2 separate regions of the Mus musculus genome follow, and region 1 is linked to region 2. The links are chromatin contacts, called in public HiChIP or PLAC-seq maps. All regions are on one chromosome and are shown on one strand. The core of a region is the stretch at or near the end of the contact, and the rest is flanking DNA. Distances in the headings are between cores, read along the strand shown. Region 1 overlaps Sh3bp4 (SH3-domain binding protein 4). Region 2 has its middle 85 kb from the start of Platr5.

What was found. HiChIP or PLAC-seq counts read pairs in DNA pulled down with a chosen protein or histone mark.
Region 1: a contact with region 2 is called in an H3K27ac HiChIP or PLAC-seq map of oligodendrocyte precursor cells, with 9 times the contacts expected there. The contact joins two enhancer-like sites. A contact is called at or near these places in 7 of 115 datasets of contacts at active chromatin or transcription factors (embryonic basal ganglia, embryonic stem cells, neural progenitor cells and 1 more) and 1 of 9 other capture datasets (embryonic stem cells).

The regions. Positions count from the first base shown.
Region 1 is chr1:89,134,616-89,138,501 of GRCm38.p6, reverse strand. Sh3bp4 (SH3-domain binding protein 4) reads right to left here. Exons shown (of 6, transcript NM_133816.3): 3 at 699-943. The coding sequence starts at 816. Among named protein-coding and RNA genes, the nearest start is that of Gm34331, 33 kb to the right of the region's middle. Within about 2 kb of position 1,266, at least 24 of the 459 cell types and tissues checked have an H3K27ac peak or open chromatin away from gene starts, as enhancers often do. A contact at or near this core is called in neural progenitor cells and oligodendrocyte precursor cells, where this site is marked.
Region 2 is chr1:88,838,230-88,842,099 of GRCm38.p6, reverse strand. No RefSeq gene overlaps it. Among named protein-coding and RNA genes, the nearest start is that of Platr5, 85 kb to the right of the region's middle. Within about 2 kb of position 1,814, at least 83 of the 459 cell types and tissues checked have an H3K27ac peak or open chromatin away from gene starts, as enhancers often do. A contact at or near this core is called in neural progenitor cells and oligodendrocyte precursor cells, where this site is marked.

The sequences.
Region 1 (3,886 bases), core at 17-2,516, 300 kb before region 2:
GATCACTTAGTTCTGAGTTTGCCAAGGGAGAAGGAACAGAGATAAAGTTCTGAGTGTTCAGTGTGAGAAGAAGACAAGGAGTGACTTCAGAGTGAGCAGTCAATGTTATCTGGCCCTCTTCAAGGAGGACGTGTGTGTGTGTGTGTGTGTGTGTGTGTGTGTGTGTGATCAGTAATAAACTGCTGATGCTGTAGGAAGGCTAAACACTGTAACAAGGGACCAGGATGCTACCAATACATCCCAAGGAACAAGCCACTATGTGGTGCAGCAAGGTCAAAGTAGACTTTTGGGAATCAAATGACACCTCGGGTGGGATCCAAGCATGTAGCTGAGAGGTTTGCCCAACAGCCCAATTCTGAAAGCCAGCCAGCCAGACTGCTACACTCCATAATAAGTTCCAGGTTCAGGAGGATCCTGCCTCAAACACCAAGGCCGGTGGCATCTGTGTGACATCTGGCCTCCAAGTGAACTTGCATCCACGTGTGCCCCAACCCATGTGCATTTCTGCACACATAAGTTAGTAAGAGCATGCGTGCACACACAATCTCCCTACACATCCAGAGATAAATGGCACTGTTTTCAGGGAGGAATGAATAGCAGAAAGGTTAGAGAGCTGATGGTAAAACTGGCTGCCTGTAAATCCACGAGCCATCAATATCCCCATGTCCCCCTCAGGCAGGGGTTGGCTAGGAACTTACCTTTGACATCATTAAAGCTTGTCTCTGAGAAGCCCTCGCTCAGGTCTATCAGAGTCCCCTCCGACTTGCACCGAGGGAGGCCACTGGCGTTGGCTGCCCGGATACGCTGGGCTGCCATGGTGAGCCTCTTGGGTGGGTGAGGTACTATGGTCTCATGTCTCCTCCCCTAGTTCCAGCAGGGACAGCAGCTGCTGTCTCATAAAGTCACGCTGCACGGCAGGGTCAACTTGGCAGTGTGCTTCTTCCTGAAGGGAGAGGAGAAATAATTTCCTCTGAACAAGTGAAGCATGGCTTCGAGGGTAATCTTATGGGAGGAGGGAGTCCTGTTTCTTCCAGACCATTCCAGTGAAGAGAGAGACCCAATTCATTGCTCTGGCCCAGGAGCAGAAGTGGCAAGCTGCACAGACCCTGTGCCCAGTGGGCACGTAGAGATGCTCTTCCTAGGGCACAATGGGGTCTGTGAAATGTGTCCCAGCACCTGGATGGCCATTCAGTGCAGTCAAAGAGGGCAGCCTCAGACCGTGCAGTACATTGGCACTTCCAGGACTCAGGAAGAAAACAGCCCCTGTCTGTCCAGAGTGGCGGGTCCTGTTGGAGGAGTGGCCGTGGGAGGCTTGGCACAAGGAACAGAGAGCCAGTAACACCATTTGCTCTTGAAGCCTTGCCATGGTGGCTTGGGGGTGGGGGTAGGGGTGGGAGGCTGCTCCCTGCCTATGTGTACCCCTAGTCCCCACTAGAACTGAACAGACATCATACGCACAGTCCTTGGGGGCTACCAGGTTTATGACGTGCAGCTAATGAATACATGTGAAATTGGGCACACTATCAAACTGCTATTCCTAGGCTGCTGGTGGACATAATTATGAGTACGGTTGGTTCTTAGTAGGATGAGGTAGACCAGGCTTAAAATTTGTGGCGGGGTCTTTCGTTGGCTTGGAGCAGACCCTAAACCAGGACTGACGACGGGCAAGAAATAGCAATAAGAGCTGATTTCAATGCGTGAAATTTGCAGCTTCTCTACCAGAAACCAATGCATACCGCCTCAGCCCCAAACAATGGGGCGCTCAACACTCCACCTAGAACATGGCTGAAAATGGGGCCTCTGACGCAGGTGTGGCACCCTCACACAGCTCTCTATGACAAAGTAAGCTCACCAGCCCCAGGCACTACATCCCCAGCTCAAAGGACCCATGTACAGAATGTGCAGGCTCAGCACCCACCTCCTGCTGCTGCTAACAATACAAATCCTGAATCCTATCCAGCCCATTAACTACACTTGCTGTATTTCTTAAGAAATACACACGATGGAATGATACACAACGTGAGGCAAGGTCTCAATGAATACCAATTACTACTACCAAGCATCAGAGGCCAGTCTTGGCTCCAGGGACCAGTGGGCAGAGATCCAAGAAAGGCTTCCGACTTCCCGCCCACCTTAAGATTCCAGAAGATCACAGCTTGCAAGCTCTCTATGCCAGAGACTCCGTGCCATTTACGGACACTGGGGAACTCATGACAGAGGAAAGAGGTTGGAGAGTGGGAGGGGGGGGGGGAAAGTCACTTCAGGAATGGGCTGGAGCCCATACACAGCCTGGGCTTGCCAACTTTCCAGCCGCACAAGTGTCCCCTGCGATTCTGAAGGCCGGGGTGTCTAAGGAGAGGCAGTAGACTGTGCTGCCAATACAGAAGGGAAGGTCAGGAGATGCCTACTGGCTGTGACAGCTGATGGCAGGCTTGTCCTGAGGACACTGGTGAAGCTCAGAGCTGCTCTGAGAACCCGTGAGTAAGGAGTATGTTTTGGTTCTTCATCTGCTCTAAGGACACTGGTGTTTACTACCTGTGCTTGCTTTCCTCTTGTGTCTAACAAGTCCTTCCATCAGAAATGAGCTGGTCATCTCTGCCATCCCAGTCCAGGCCACAAGACTGATTTTCTGGAGGGTTAAAGAACCCGAGTCCGAATGGCACAAAGAAGGGGCACTAATGACAAGCTTCAAGGCAACCTCCTGACTTTAGAACCCTAGGGGCAGAATCTTGCCTTGGCTCCCATGTAAACAGCCTGGGATGTGCTGGGACACGGGACACGGAGTCAGAGTAGCCCTGCCTAAAGGCACCTGAGCCTGGGACTGGAACTGGGGTGAGCCCTGGAGTGCCTCGGCAAGTGAGTGAGGACCAGGGCTGCATGGGTCACAGCTCACCTTTCCCCCTGAGGACTTCTGGAAGCCACTGAAGGTGTGGTGGTTTGAATGAGACACGTCTCCCATAGGCTCCAATGTTTGGTCCCCAGTTGGTGACCCTACTTGGGCAGCTTTGCTGGAGGAAGTACATCAGTAAAGGTGGGGTTTTTTTTTTTTTTGCGATTAAAAGGTCCACGCTATTCATTCACTCCCTGCTTTTGTGCCTGCGGGTCAGTGTGTGAGCCCTCAGCTTCCTGCGTCTTCTATTACACTTGCTGCCATGCCTGCCAGCCTGCCTGCCATGGTGAACTCTTATCCCTCTGGAACCGTATGTCAAAATAAGTCCTCTCTTCCATACGTTTCGTTGGTTGTGGTGCTTCATCCTAACCACAGGAAAGTAACTACCACTCCTGGCTGGGAACGGTCACATGATGTAGTTGAGAAAAACCCGCTGTTTCCTTTGGGAATGGTTACTTCTGGTCTAGGGAAGCTGAACGCTGTTGGTCAGGTGCAGACATAGAACACAGCACTGAGGCACTGGCTGTGTAGCCTCGCCTCCCTCCAAGTCTAGAACAGAAGAAGGCCACACACACAGAGGTACTGGGAGATTCCTGAGCGAGCAGCTTTATCGGGGCAGGCTGGGGTGGATCCAGGTTCATCAAATCTGTGAGGCTGAGGCTCTCCATCATCACAAAGGACTCAGAGGTCAGTGGAAAACACAAACGATCAAGATAGAAAAATAGACCAGGGCCCTCTCATGACCATACGTCCTGGGATCAGATCCGGGCCTCAGGAGTGGACACAGAGTTGTAAAAAGATGAATCACGGTTGTCTCTTACAGAGGGGACATAGCTAGTGCCCTGAACCAGGGGAGGGACAAAAGGGGTTCCTCCTACTGCAGTTACACAGTGACCAATAGGATATATAAAAAAATTGACACCTTCCGAGGAGACATTCGAGGAGGGACAGACAGGTTACAACCTGATGGAGAAGCCAAGCTCTCAAGTGTGACCA
Region 2 (3,870 bases), core at 565-3,064:
TCTTCCCTGACAATCCCTTCTCTTTTCCCATACCAGCGAGGCCTACTGAAGAGAGGCTCACCGGTCACCTTTTGCATGTGTCAATATTGATAGACAACTCTCGGGTTCTGCCCATACTCAGGAGGGTTTTGCAAAGCAGTAGGGGTTGGAGGTGGGGTGGGAGCATTGTAAAGTGTAATTGTAGAGACTTAACTAAATATTTCCAGAAAACTCTAAGTGTCTTAGTTACTTCTTTGTTGGATGATAAAACGTTATGACCAAATGATGGAAGAAAGAATTTATTTTGGTTTATGTAGCAGAAGAGGAATGTATAACATGCGGGGGTGGGGGCTTAGGGTGAGGGGTGACAATAATAGGCAGCTGGAGCGTGAAGCTGTAAGATCACATCTTCTATCAGACACATGAAGCTGAGAGAATGAACTGGAGATGGGTGGGGGCTATAAATGCCCAGAACCCGCCCCTAGTGATGTACCTTCTCCAGCAAGGCTCTGCCTTTCTAAAGGTTCCATGATACATGCCACCCTTCCCCCCCCCCCCCCCCCCCCCGCCGAAACACCACCACCAAATGGGGACCAAATACTCAAATACAAAAAGCCTACAAGAAACATTTCTCATTCAACCCATCTCATCAAGCACGGGAAAAGATTAAATGTCATTTGACTACTCAAGGGGGAAAAAAAATCCCGTAATTCAGAAATTTGCTGATGTAGCAGGAATCCTGGGCCATGTGAGTCAGGGTGCCTGAGCTCTTATCTCAGCTGTGTCATTACCTGTGGGCAAATCTCCTGGACTCGGTACTGTTGTTACATGGTGGGATATATAATTAGAAATCCAGAGCTAAGTACACTGCCATCCACCAAGGTGCTTTCAGTATTTCCCACATGGTTGGAGAGCTCGGACCCTGTTTGATGATCTACCAATGACTTGGACTGTGGGGGAAGAGTCCAGAGAGACCCTGCTTCTTCTGTCTATCAACAACTCTTCAAAAGGCAATCAGTAGAAAGGCTCTGGGAAGGTCCAGAGTCTCAGGAATAATGATTACGTATTAGCCTTTAGAGAGCTCCACTTTCTGCCAGGAATCTCCGTCAAACGCCACAGGCAGATGATTCAAGACCTCTGCTCTGCTCTGGATCCTCCTGCAACGTCCCTGGCAAGAGGAAAGATATTCTAGGAGGACATACATACTCCTCCCTTTGGCTACCAGACTCTTGAGACAATGGAATCTCTCAAATCAAAATTTCCCAGGAATCCCTCACTGATAAATAAATAAATAAATAAATAAAAATAAAAAAATAAAAAAAAAGAAGGCTGGGAGCTTAGTACTGGTGGGAGGAAGCGCTTGTCTCCTGTCACCTTTTCAGGCTACCAGTGATGGGCGTAGAGGTAAAGCCTGCCCTCTTAGGGCTTCTAGGCCCAGGCTCTGATCCTAATAACTCTGGTTCAGCGGGACTGAGGAGGGTGCCCGGCCTGTGGGCGATCTCTGGGGATCAGAGGCTGTAACTCCAAGGGTATCCTCACTTTCCCTCTAGTACCCCTGGCAACTCACAGGGAGTCTCCTGAGCCTACCCAAGCCCCTCCTGATCCAGGAGCTTAGAGAAGTGAGTCCGAGGGAGAGTCTCCACAGTGAGTTAGCTGTGTGCCCCGATTTGGTGCCATTTGGAAGGAATGCTCTTCAACAGAGCCCTTTCTCCCAAGACTGCTTTCAGACTGCAGTCCTTTTGTTCCGGAATCGCTTTGTTTCCTTTTCATTTGAGCCCCAAAGCCATTAGGCCTCACACTCCCTGCTCTGTGTGGGCATCCAGACAGGGATTGCAGATGGCTGGACAGAAGGGGCCTTGTGCTCTCAGCTGGATTTGCCCCGGGAGCTTCCTCTAATGTATAGCATCTTTCACTAACATTTGCTTTTTCAAAGCCGCCTTCCCTGCACAGAGGTTCTTTCTGTACCCATGACACAAATCCTGCCTCTGCTTTTCTTCATTGTAAGTTTATTTGTTTCGAGCCTTTCATAGAAACACACCCCTGGCTTCTTACTTTAGCAGTGCAGACCGTGGATTCTCTGCCAAAAAGATGGTCTCCTCTGGGGTCCACCCTACTGATCACATACTCCCTCTCAACCACTCCCTTCTCTCTCTCTTCCCTTCCACCCCTCCCCTCTCTCAATCAAAGTCTTTTCTTCAGAAAGCAAAGCAACTGAGTTAGGTCTTCTTCAGGTTCCTCTTTTTTCTTTAAGATGCCAGTGCCTGGAGCTGGACGGATTTTGCCCAGCTGCCATCCACCAAGGTGCTTTCAGTATTCAGAGTCCTGGGCCCCACCCAGGCCCCCTGAGCCTCAGGGGAGGTGCAGCCCCGGTAGTTTGTATTCATAGCAAATGCCCCAGGTGTTTCAGAGGAGACAACTGAATTTATTTAGCAGCTTGCTTCTGCTTGCAGGAGTAAACAATCCTTTCAGAACATCGTGGAGGGAGGTGCAGGACAGCCTGGGGGCACCCCCACCTGCTCCTGCTGCTCCCTAAGCAGCCTTGGCTTTGCTGCAGGACACAGGTGTGTAGGATTTGGCATAAGGAGAAAGCACAACAGACAGCTTTGGAAACTAATGATCTCTGGCTACTCCTGAGACTCCCTTCCCCCAAAGCTTTTTTTTTTTTTTTTTTTTTTTATTCCAGGGTTTCAACCTAGTGCAAACCAAGTACAAGCTTAGCTTAGAGTTAAGGACTGGTCATGAACATGATGACAGCTACATATAGTAATGGGCTCTTTCCAAAGACTCCATCCTTCACCCAGTCTTCCTGAAGGATGCCGAAGCCCAGGGTTGGTTAGTGTTACTCTGGAGACTGGAAGCAGAATTCCTCTCCGTCCACTTAAAGAGCACACATATCAACACTTTATCCGGATAGGAATGGACATCTCTTTGCCCTCTTCTGAGGATTGATGGAGAGCCGGTGCTCCTTCTCCTATGAGAGACTGAGAGACTGATGAAAACTGATCTATCCTAAAGCTGGTTCCAACTCTATACATGCTGTTCTCCTAACTCAGTCAGATCGATGGGAGACGCTCTGGCACCATTCAGTGCAGAGAAAAGACAATCATAAAAGAATTGCCTGCCACATGACCCTGGGATGAAACGGGGAACAGTGAAGAGCCGGGAGCTGTGGGAATGTGCCCCCTCTTCGTACAAATGGCCCAGGGAACCTGCCTCAGGGGACTCTGCTATTCACACACATGGAGAAGCACAAAGGACCACCTCAGTGTGGGCTGTGCTGTGCTCTAAGAACTGCAGTGTCATTCTGGGGTCGCCTAGGGAACGTCTGGGTGGGTGTCTCTCTGGCTAGCATCCCTGGTATGTATTGGGATGAATGCTGCCGGAGCATGCTTGATTTAGCAGCTGGTGTGGATTTGTTTTTTGTTTTTTTGTTTTGTTTTGTTTTGTTTTTGTCCCCATGAGTAATGCTGGGGAATGGGGAGGAGTACACAGAAAACAATGTTGCAATTTGGATGATAAGCTGATTGGCATGCAAAGCTCCTATGAGACACTTTAAAAAGTCTAAGCCGGGATGGATTGTAGCTTCTTCATCTTGGTGAGAACTTTTATCTTGCTTCACTTTTGCCGACAGACAAATGAACAACGAAAAGCACCTTTGAGTCACCAGGAGAGAGGACTGGCCACAGCTTTAATTCTGGTACCATGGATCTGAGGCTACGTCCTACAGCAGCCCCCTCATCCTCCTGCCTAGGAATGGGTAGCAAGTTGGGTTTGGGGTTCTGGGATATAGGTGGTAGCCTATTGGTATTTGTGAAGAAGGGGGCAAGATGATGAGGGCACACTGGGCCAGTAGAGTCAGGAAGAACCGCATTCCAACCTTTTTCTGCTGTC